Linked DNA regions of Mus musculus: region 2 is linked to region 1. The links are chromatin contacts, called in public HiChIP or PLAC-seq maps. All regions are on one chromosome and are shown on one strand. The core of a region is the stretch at or near the end of the contact, and the rest is flanking DNA. Distances in the headings are between cores, read along the strand shown. Region 1 overlaps Efcab5 (EF-hand calcium binding domain 5). Region 2 overlaps Ssh2 (slingshot protein phosphatase 2).

The links. HiChIP or PLAC-seq counts read pairs in DNA pulled down with a chosen protein or histone mark.
Region 2: a RAD21 HiChIP or PLAC-seq map of pro-B cells shows a contact between it and region 1, with 3 times the contacts expected there. The contact joins two enhancer-like sites. A contact is called at or near these places in 2 of 15 datasets of contacts at CTCF or cohesin (the NIH/3T3 cell line and pro-B cells), 1 of 484 Hi-C or Micro-C datasets (nephron progenitors), 4 of 115 datasets of contacts at active chromatin or transcription factors (DN3 thymocytes, embryonic basal ganglia, embryonic stem cells and 1 more) and 3 of 9 other capture datasets (adipose tissue, liver and pancreatic islet).

What each region holds. Positions count from the first base shown.
Region 1 is chr11:77,098,310-77,101,904 of GRCm38.p6, reverse strand. The region is part of intron 17 of Efcab5 (EF-hand calcium binding domain 5); the gene reads left to right. Among named protein-coding and RNA genes, the nearest start is that of Nsrp1, 22 kb to the right of the region's middle. Within about 2 kb of position 1,569, at least 27 of the 459 cell types and tissues checked have an H3K27ac peak or open chromatin away from gene starts, as enhancers often do. A contact at or near this core is called in pro-B cells, where this site is marked.
Region 2 is chr11:77,384,568-77,388,162 of GRCm38.p6, reverse strand. The region is part of intron 2 of Ssh2 (slingshot protein phosphatase 2); the gene reads right to left. Among named protein-coding and RNA genes, the nearest start is that of Coro6, 78 kb to the left of the region's middle. Within about 2 kb of position 1,617, at least 160 of the 459 cell types and tissues checked have an H3K27ac peak or open chromatin away from gene starts, as enhancers often do. A contact at or near this core is called in pro-B cells, where this site is marked.

The sequences.
Region 1 (3,595 bases), core at 320-2,819:
CAGAGTGAGTTCCAGGACAGCCAGGGCTATACAGAGAAACCCTGTCTCGAAAAACAAAACAAAAAACAAAAAAAAAACATTATTATCATCAATAGTGAAGTGGCTCTGTTAGTTCTCTCCGAAGGAAGAATTGGAGATTGGGGTAGGGCTGGGGAGACCAAGCCTGGAGCTAAGCACCCTGAGGACAGATGCAGGTTTCTTCCGGCTCTCTCTCTTCTCTCTCTCTTCTCTCTCTCTCTCTCTCTCTCTCTCTCTCTCTCTCTCTCTCTCTCTCTCTCCCTCTCCTCCACCAAGTAGGAGGCTTTCTGGGCTTCTGTGATACATATATTAGGTTGCGAAGCTCAGAACTGAGAGACCCCAGGGACAAGGAAAAGATAAAAGCAATGGCAGGGATGGGAGCCTCGCCCCTCAGGCTGTAGACATGGGTGGCAGAGCACTGAGCTTGTGGTGTGGTGATGCCATCAGGATGTTGCTAGGACAGTGAGGCACTCCCAGAAGCCTAAGAGTGCCTGGGGCTCCCAGAGAATTAGTGTGCACCATGAGTAATGTGAATCCGGTTTGAAACTTCTATTTGGAATTCTATATGAGCAACAGTTCATGTCTCTGAGCTCAGTCATGGTAGCCTACATTCACAGGCACCACACAGATCTGACTTCTAAGGATCGATCGTTGAAGGGAACAAGTAACATCGGCAATCAGCAATAAAAACAACTGGATAGTGTTTACTGTTTGCTCTGTGTGTGTGTGTGTGTGTGTGTGTGTGTGTGTGTGTGTTACTGAATACTTGCTCGGTAAGCACTCTACCACCAAGCTAGACCTCCTATGCTCTGTTTACTTTTTATTTTGAAAGAGTCTCACTCAATTGCTTAGGCAGGCCTTGAACTTGTGATCCTCCTGCCTTGGGCTCTAAGTGGCTAGGGTTACAGACCTGTATCATTAAGACCTGCCCAGTGTATACTCTCATATACTTTATATTTGAGGACTTTGGAGTTCAGAGAAGCCTGTATCTGTCCCCCAGGATGCCTAGCTTCAACCTCAGTCTCCCTGGCCCTACCCCCACCTTTAGTCTCTGGTTCCTCCTTTGGGGGAGAACTAACATCTATAATGAACTCCAGCAGACCAGTTTGTCTAATTGGTATTCTCCCTGTGACCTTGTTCCTCTTTGACCCCGCCAACTTGCCAGCCCCTCCACCTAGAGCTTAATGCCAGGATTCCTTGTGTTCCTGAGTGATGTTCCCCTTCTTGGACAAGGACATAGGCACCCACCGATCTTCAATCCAGTCCCTCTGACATAAGGAATAAGCATAAGGGACAGGCCTTGCCATTCTACACCCTGCAGGTGTGTGTCCTTAATAAGCCCATCCCCCAATCTGGGGAGCTGCTAAAGGCTCCTGTGGCAGGACACAATGCCTCAAAGGAATCTCTTTAGACTCTGCCTCAAATTTGCCTGTTAGAGCCACCTGCTCTGCTCAGAACACATGCAAATTTCCACCACTCGCCCAGTCTTTGAACTCTAGCCTTTCCTTCAGCATCCTTGACCACGGAAATACTGCGTTTTGCTTTCCGATAGTGCCCTCGTGTGGCAGAAATCAGAACTGCAAGTTATAGACCGGGACGCAGCCAGAAACCAACAATTGGCAGGTTTCCCTTTTGAAACTAACAACCTTTTAGTGTTATCAGTCTCTGTAGCAACCAACAAAGCTATTAGGTCACCGGGATATATCAGTCCCCTCTCATTTAGATAAAATTCTATCAGGAAATTCTAAGTTCCATTCTTGAGAAAAGAGAAAGCATTCTTTGGGTGCATCTTTCTGTTTGTGTCAGGAGAGGACCCTTGTGGCAGGGGCAATCTATTATACAAAGTTTGTGTGGCCTTCCTGCAGCTTTGAAAAAAAAATCGCCAGGCGTGGTGGCGCACGCCTTTAATCTCAGCACTCAGGAGGCAGAGGCAGGCGGATTTCTGAGTTCGAGGCTAGCCTGGTCTACAAGGTGAGTTCCAGGACGGCCAGGGCTATACAGAGAAACCCTGTCTCGAAACAAAACAAAACAAACAAACAAACAACCCCCCCCCAAAAAAAAAAACAGGCTATGTTAAAAAAAAAAATCTCTTATTCAGGAAGCATGAGATGGTACCGGCAATATCTGCAGGTTCTCTCCGAGATTGGACATGCCGGGAAGAGCATAGGATCTGGAGTGTGGTTGATAGACACCCCACCCGGGAAAACTGAGTGTCCCTTTCCCAGCAGGAACCATCTCCAAATAGCTTCTTGGTTAGGGATGGAACTTTGTGTCCGCTTCCCCTTCTCTGTGCTGGGATTTTGTCTAGCTTGAACGTGTCACAGTCTCTGTGAGTTCGTACGTGTAGCAACCTTGTCGGGTCTAGAAGACGTTGTTCCTTGGCTTCATCCCCCACCTCTGGCTCTTACAGTCAGTCTGTCTGTCTGTCTCCTCTTCCACACAGACCTTAAGCCTTGAGGGGAGGAGTTCGATAACAGTGTCCCATTCAGGACTGACAGCTCCAAAGTCTCTCACTGGTCGTCCTTACCCAATAGCAGTTACCTTTCTCCTGGCTTTTCCTTAAGTGCTGGGTCTAGGACCGAGGGTCCCACACTTAGCTGAGCAAGCCCTTGACCTCTGTGCCCTCCTCCAGTAGTGGTTGTCTGAGGAAGAGGATTTTATGTCTGAAAACGTTTTCACTTCATCACTCGTACTTGATTTGAACTTTGCCGGGGAAAATCCTTTTGAAGACATTTAGGAGTTTTGGGGACTCAGGAGGTTCTGTTTGACTTCCTCTCTCTCTGTCACCAGATTGGGGGAAACTCTTTAACCAGAGACACATTGATCCATTCATTGTCTGTTTTTTGTTTTGTGTGTGTGTGTGTGTGTGTGTGTGTGTGTGTGTTTTAAATGAGATACCTCATTTTAAAAAAACATGAGCTTCCAAACTTGGGACATAGGTCGTTTTGTTAGGGTCCATGCCACACATATGCATGGCTGAGGGATCAACGCCCGATCCCACAGAAAAGGAGGCATGGAGGCCCCAGCCTGCAACGCCAGCACTTGGGAGGTAGAGGCTGAGAGGCCTTACGCTCACTTAAGAGCTTGAGAGGCTTAAGAGGCCACCCTTGAGTCCATAACAAGTTCAAGCCAGCCTGTCTCGAAGGAAAGCAAGAGACGCATAGATCACGTCACATACACTCGTGCGTTCTGAACTACTCCGTTTGGATAGTACACCAATCATTAACACTATCTAATTTTATGACATTTTCAAAAGTAAGCTGTAGCCCATTAGTGCTGGCTCCCTCTTCTCGCACTCTGTTCCCGAGCAACCGTGTATCTGCTTTCTGTCTGTCTGTTTGGATTTGCCTGTCCTGACTTTTGGTACAAATGGTATTATGCAATCGGTGGTGTCTTGTTTGCTCATCCTAGTGTTTGCAGGGTTCGTCTACATTTTGGTGAATGGTAGTTGTTTATTCCTGAGTTATCTATACGTGGATATGCTATAGCTCACTTATCCACGTATTGGATCATGGGCCCCTGGGATCTTCGTTTTTTTTACTGTTGGGATTGTGTTACCAGGACTGTTTTGTTTACA
Region 2 (3,595 bases), core at 368-2,867, 290 kb before region 1:
ACCAAGCAAAAACAAAACAAAACCTTTCAAACTTATACAAAAGTAGTGTGTGTGTGTGTGTGTGTATGTATGTATGTGTGCAGGGGTAGCAAGGTGGGAGAGATGCTTTGAGGGTTAAAAGTTCTTTGCTGTCTTGTAGATAACTCAAGTTTAGCTCCTGAAGCCCATATTAATGAGCTCACAACTCCCATAACTCCAATTCCAGGGGCTCTAACCTCTTCTTGCTTCCTCCAGCACTTGTACACACCTGGTGCATATATATATATACACACACACATATACATACATATACATAGGCACACACACACACACACACACACACACACATATATATATATATATATATATACATACACATAGGCACACACACACAAAATAAATAAATATTTTTAAACTAGGAAGAACATTATGAACACCCATATTTCTATCACTTTCTAGCTTTAGTTCACAGCTAATTTTCTATCTTTGTTCTCTTTACTTTGTCTCTAGTGTAAACCAAATCTCAGAAACTGTACTAGCAAAAAGCCTTTTGGTAGTTTTGTTACTCTCTTAGCAAATAGCAGCCAGAGTGCTTTAAAGTATATCCAGATTATAGCATTGCTGTGTAAAACTCTGTTAATGTGTCTTTCCTTCGTATTTAAGAATGAAGAGTCAGTCTATATAGCTTGGTCTGTGAGGCCCACAGAACAGCTTGCAGTGAAGCAAGTTACCTCTGCCCTTATGCTGCCCACCTCTGCTTGTTTACTGTGAACTACCCTGGTTCCCCTCTTCCGCCTCTTCAGTACTCAAGGCCCCTTCTCCAGGCCTTGTACTTAACTATCTCTACCTGAGTCTTCTGAACTGGTAAGTGTTTAAATCTCAGCTTTACTACCACCATCCCTCTTGTCCTTTATCCCAATACATCTATCCTGTTGTCCTGTTTTCTTCCTTTCAGGATATTTTCATGAACTAAAACATTTATTCATGTGTGTTATCGATTGTAGTTATTAGCACATAAGTTCCTTGGATGCAAGGACCTAACCTTGCTCATCATTGTATCCTCAGCACAAGAAACCCTTCCAGAAATTCATTAAGTGCTCAAAAGATTTGTGGTAACTAATAAATTCCTCCTAGTTTACCCCCAGCTCTTTGCACGGTTCCATCACTGAGCACACTGGTTGAGCCCATCTCTGTGAGGACAGGTCCTGGTCTACATGGCAAGTTACAGGACACCAAGGGCTACATCATGAGACCCTGACTCAAAATAAATGCTATAGAACTCTACGTATATGGTAGATTAATGGGTCATAAAATGACATTGTTTATGGTAAATGAGTAGGCAGGCTGAAATCAACTTTATAATGCTCACTTATGGCTCAATCTCATGCTTCAATAAAGTGATATAAGATTGATAAAACTTTTGAGGTTGTGACCAGTCAGAGAGATTGGATACATTTTTAAAAAAACAAACACCATAATTTATAGATTTCATTTTAAAAACCTGACTATTGGCTAGGAGAGGCTGCCCTGATTTTGTTTTGTTTTCATCTTTAAAAAAAGCACTGCTCTCTTGTGGTTTGTTGCGCAAGCCCTGTCTCTTGTTACATCCGTGGTGTGCACATGTCACTGTGTTGTGGACCAGTCTCACTGCCATTACGGGAACAATCTAAGACAAAATGTCTGAGTGACAGGATGAATGGGGTACACCACAGACAGGAAATGAAATTCACACTTCTGCCAACACAGCAACTGTCTCCTTTACTAAATGAAAAAACAAAACAGTTAAATAGTCTACCTACTCACTAGGCAAAATTACCAGCTTTGATCATGTTGGTTTCCAGTAAACAAAGCAGTTATCTATGTGTGCAAAGGAAGCACTTGCTGAGTGGAGCTTAACAGCAGAGCATGCTCCAGCCATGCCTTTTGAGACACAGTAGTTTCTCTGACAAACAGTAGTCTAACTTCCTGGTTTGGGAAGTTCTGTCTTACTGTCCTTTTGTTGCTTATGCTTTAAAGAATATCTATGTTCATTCTTTTTGGTAAGCAGTTAAATGTGCTTTTCAAAATGTATGTAAGTACTTTCACAAGGGTAATGGCAGGGACAATTATCTTAAGTTAATTCAAAGCTGTTTGGACCCTATCTATTCATGATTAGAGAGGAAAGAGGAGTCTGGGGACATAGCTCAGTTTGAAAAGCACTTGTCTAGCATGCCCAAAGCTCTGAGTTTTGATTCCCAGCACTGCACAGGCTGGCTGTGGGGACAGTAATACAAATTTGTACAAACAGATCAGAGATCATACCTCATAGGGCATAAGGGAAACCAGTTTTTCTATTTGGGTCATTTGCATAAATTTCAAAAAATGCACAGCAGATCCAGCTGGGTCAGGCAGAAGACTGTCCCTTAAGTGTGACAAAGGATCTCTGAGAGTGACACTCAATATACTCTAGATGACACATCTCATTCTCTTTATTCCATGGCCCTAGATACAAAGTCCTCAGTGATCACAAGTGGCATACTGCTGGTAAAAGAGGGAGCATGGATGAGAAGTGCTGACTAGTTATTATTCCTGAGTGTATTCGTGGTAGTAAAGTAAATCATACTATCAAAGATGAACAGAAACACCACACAATCTGTGATCATTCAGGGTTTCAATGAGCCAAATTAAACCCTTTTATCTGAATAAAATTATACGTAAATTTAATTTCATGTACTTCAGTGTGCGGTAAGAAGTGTAGTGATCTTCCCAGATAGGAAGATATCTAGTTATGACAATATCAGTGTTTGTCAAACACTGATATTGACATAACTGTTCAAAGATTCAGCAGATGGCGATGTTTTAAAAAATCTTTTCTGAGGGGCCAGCCTGGTGGTTTAATGTTAGGTAAAGGTGTTTTGCTGCCACCCTGATGACCTGAATTTAATTCAGATACAAAGCCCAGAGGACTTAAAAATCCCTATGCTAAAATAGAAAAAAAGACAGAGAAAATCCTTCTTGATCTAAAGATGATAAAACAGTGCTTAGAGGATTGTTTTCCTGATGAAGTGTGACAGTGATAGTGCTCTTCAGTCTTAATCAGAATGAAGCTGAAGAACGGCTGCTTCTCTTTGTCATAAGATTACTGCTCATCAAGGGAGAGGCATTCCTGGTTACTTACACGAAGTGAGTTAGCAATAGTTAACCTGGCTTCACACTAGCTGCTGGGCCCTAAGTACTTCATTGTACCTTTATAACACAGTCTAGTACTATGTTTGGTTCTAGTTTACTTTTAGGCATTGGAGGAGGTCACAATATTATATGTCCAAGATCATACAGCAAGCAGTAAGCCTCAGATTCAAGATCTGATGTGAACGCCCCTGCTCTGAAAAATTCTTTCATTACTCTAGTTTTAGGACAATATAATAGATGAAATATAGTTTCTTTTCTACAGAGAATTTTTTAAAAGTATTTTATTTATTTATTGAATGATTTTTGCATTGGTGCTCTTCCTACGTGTATGTCTGTGTGAGAGTGTCAGATCCCATGGAACTAGAATCACAGATAGCTGTGAGCTGCCACGTGGGTGCTGGGAATTGAACTCCAGTCTTTTGGAAGAGAAGCCAGTGCTCTTAACCAC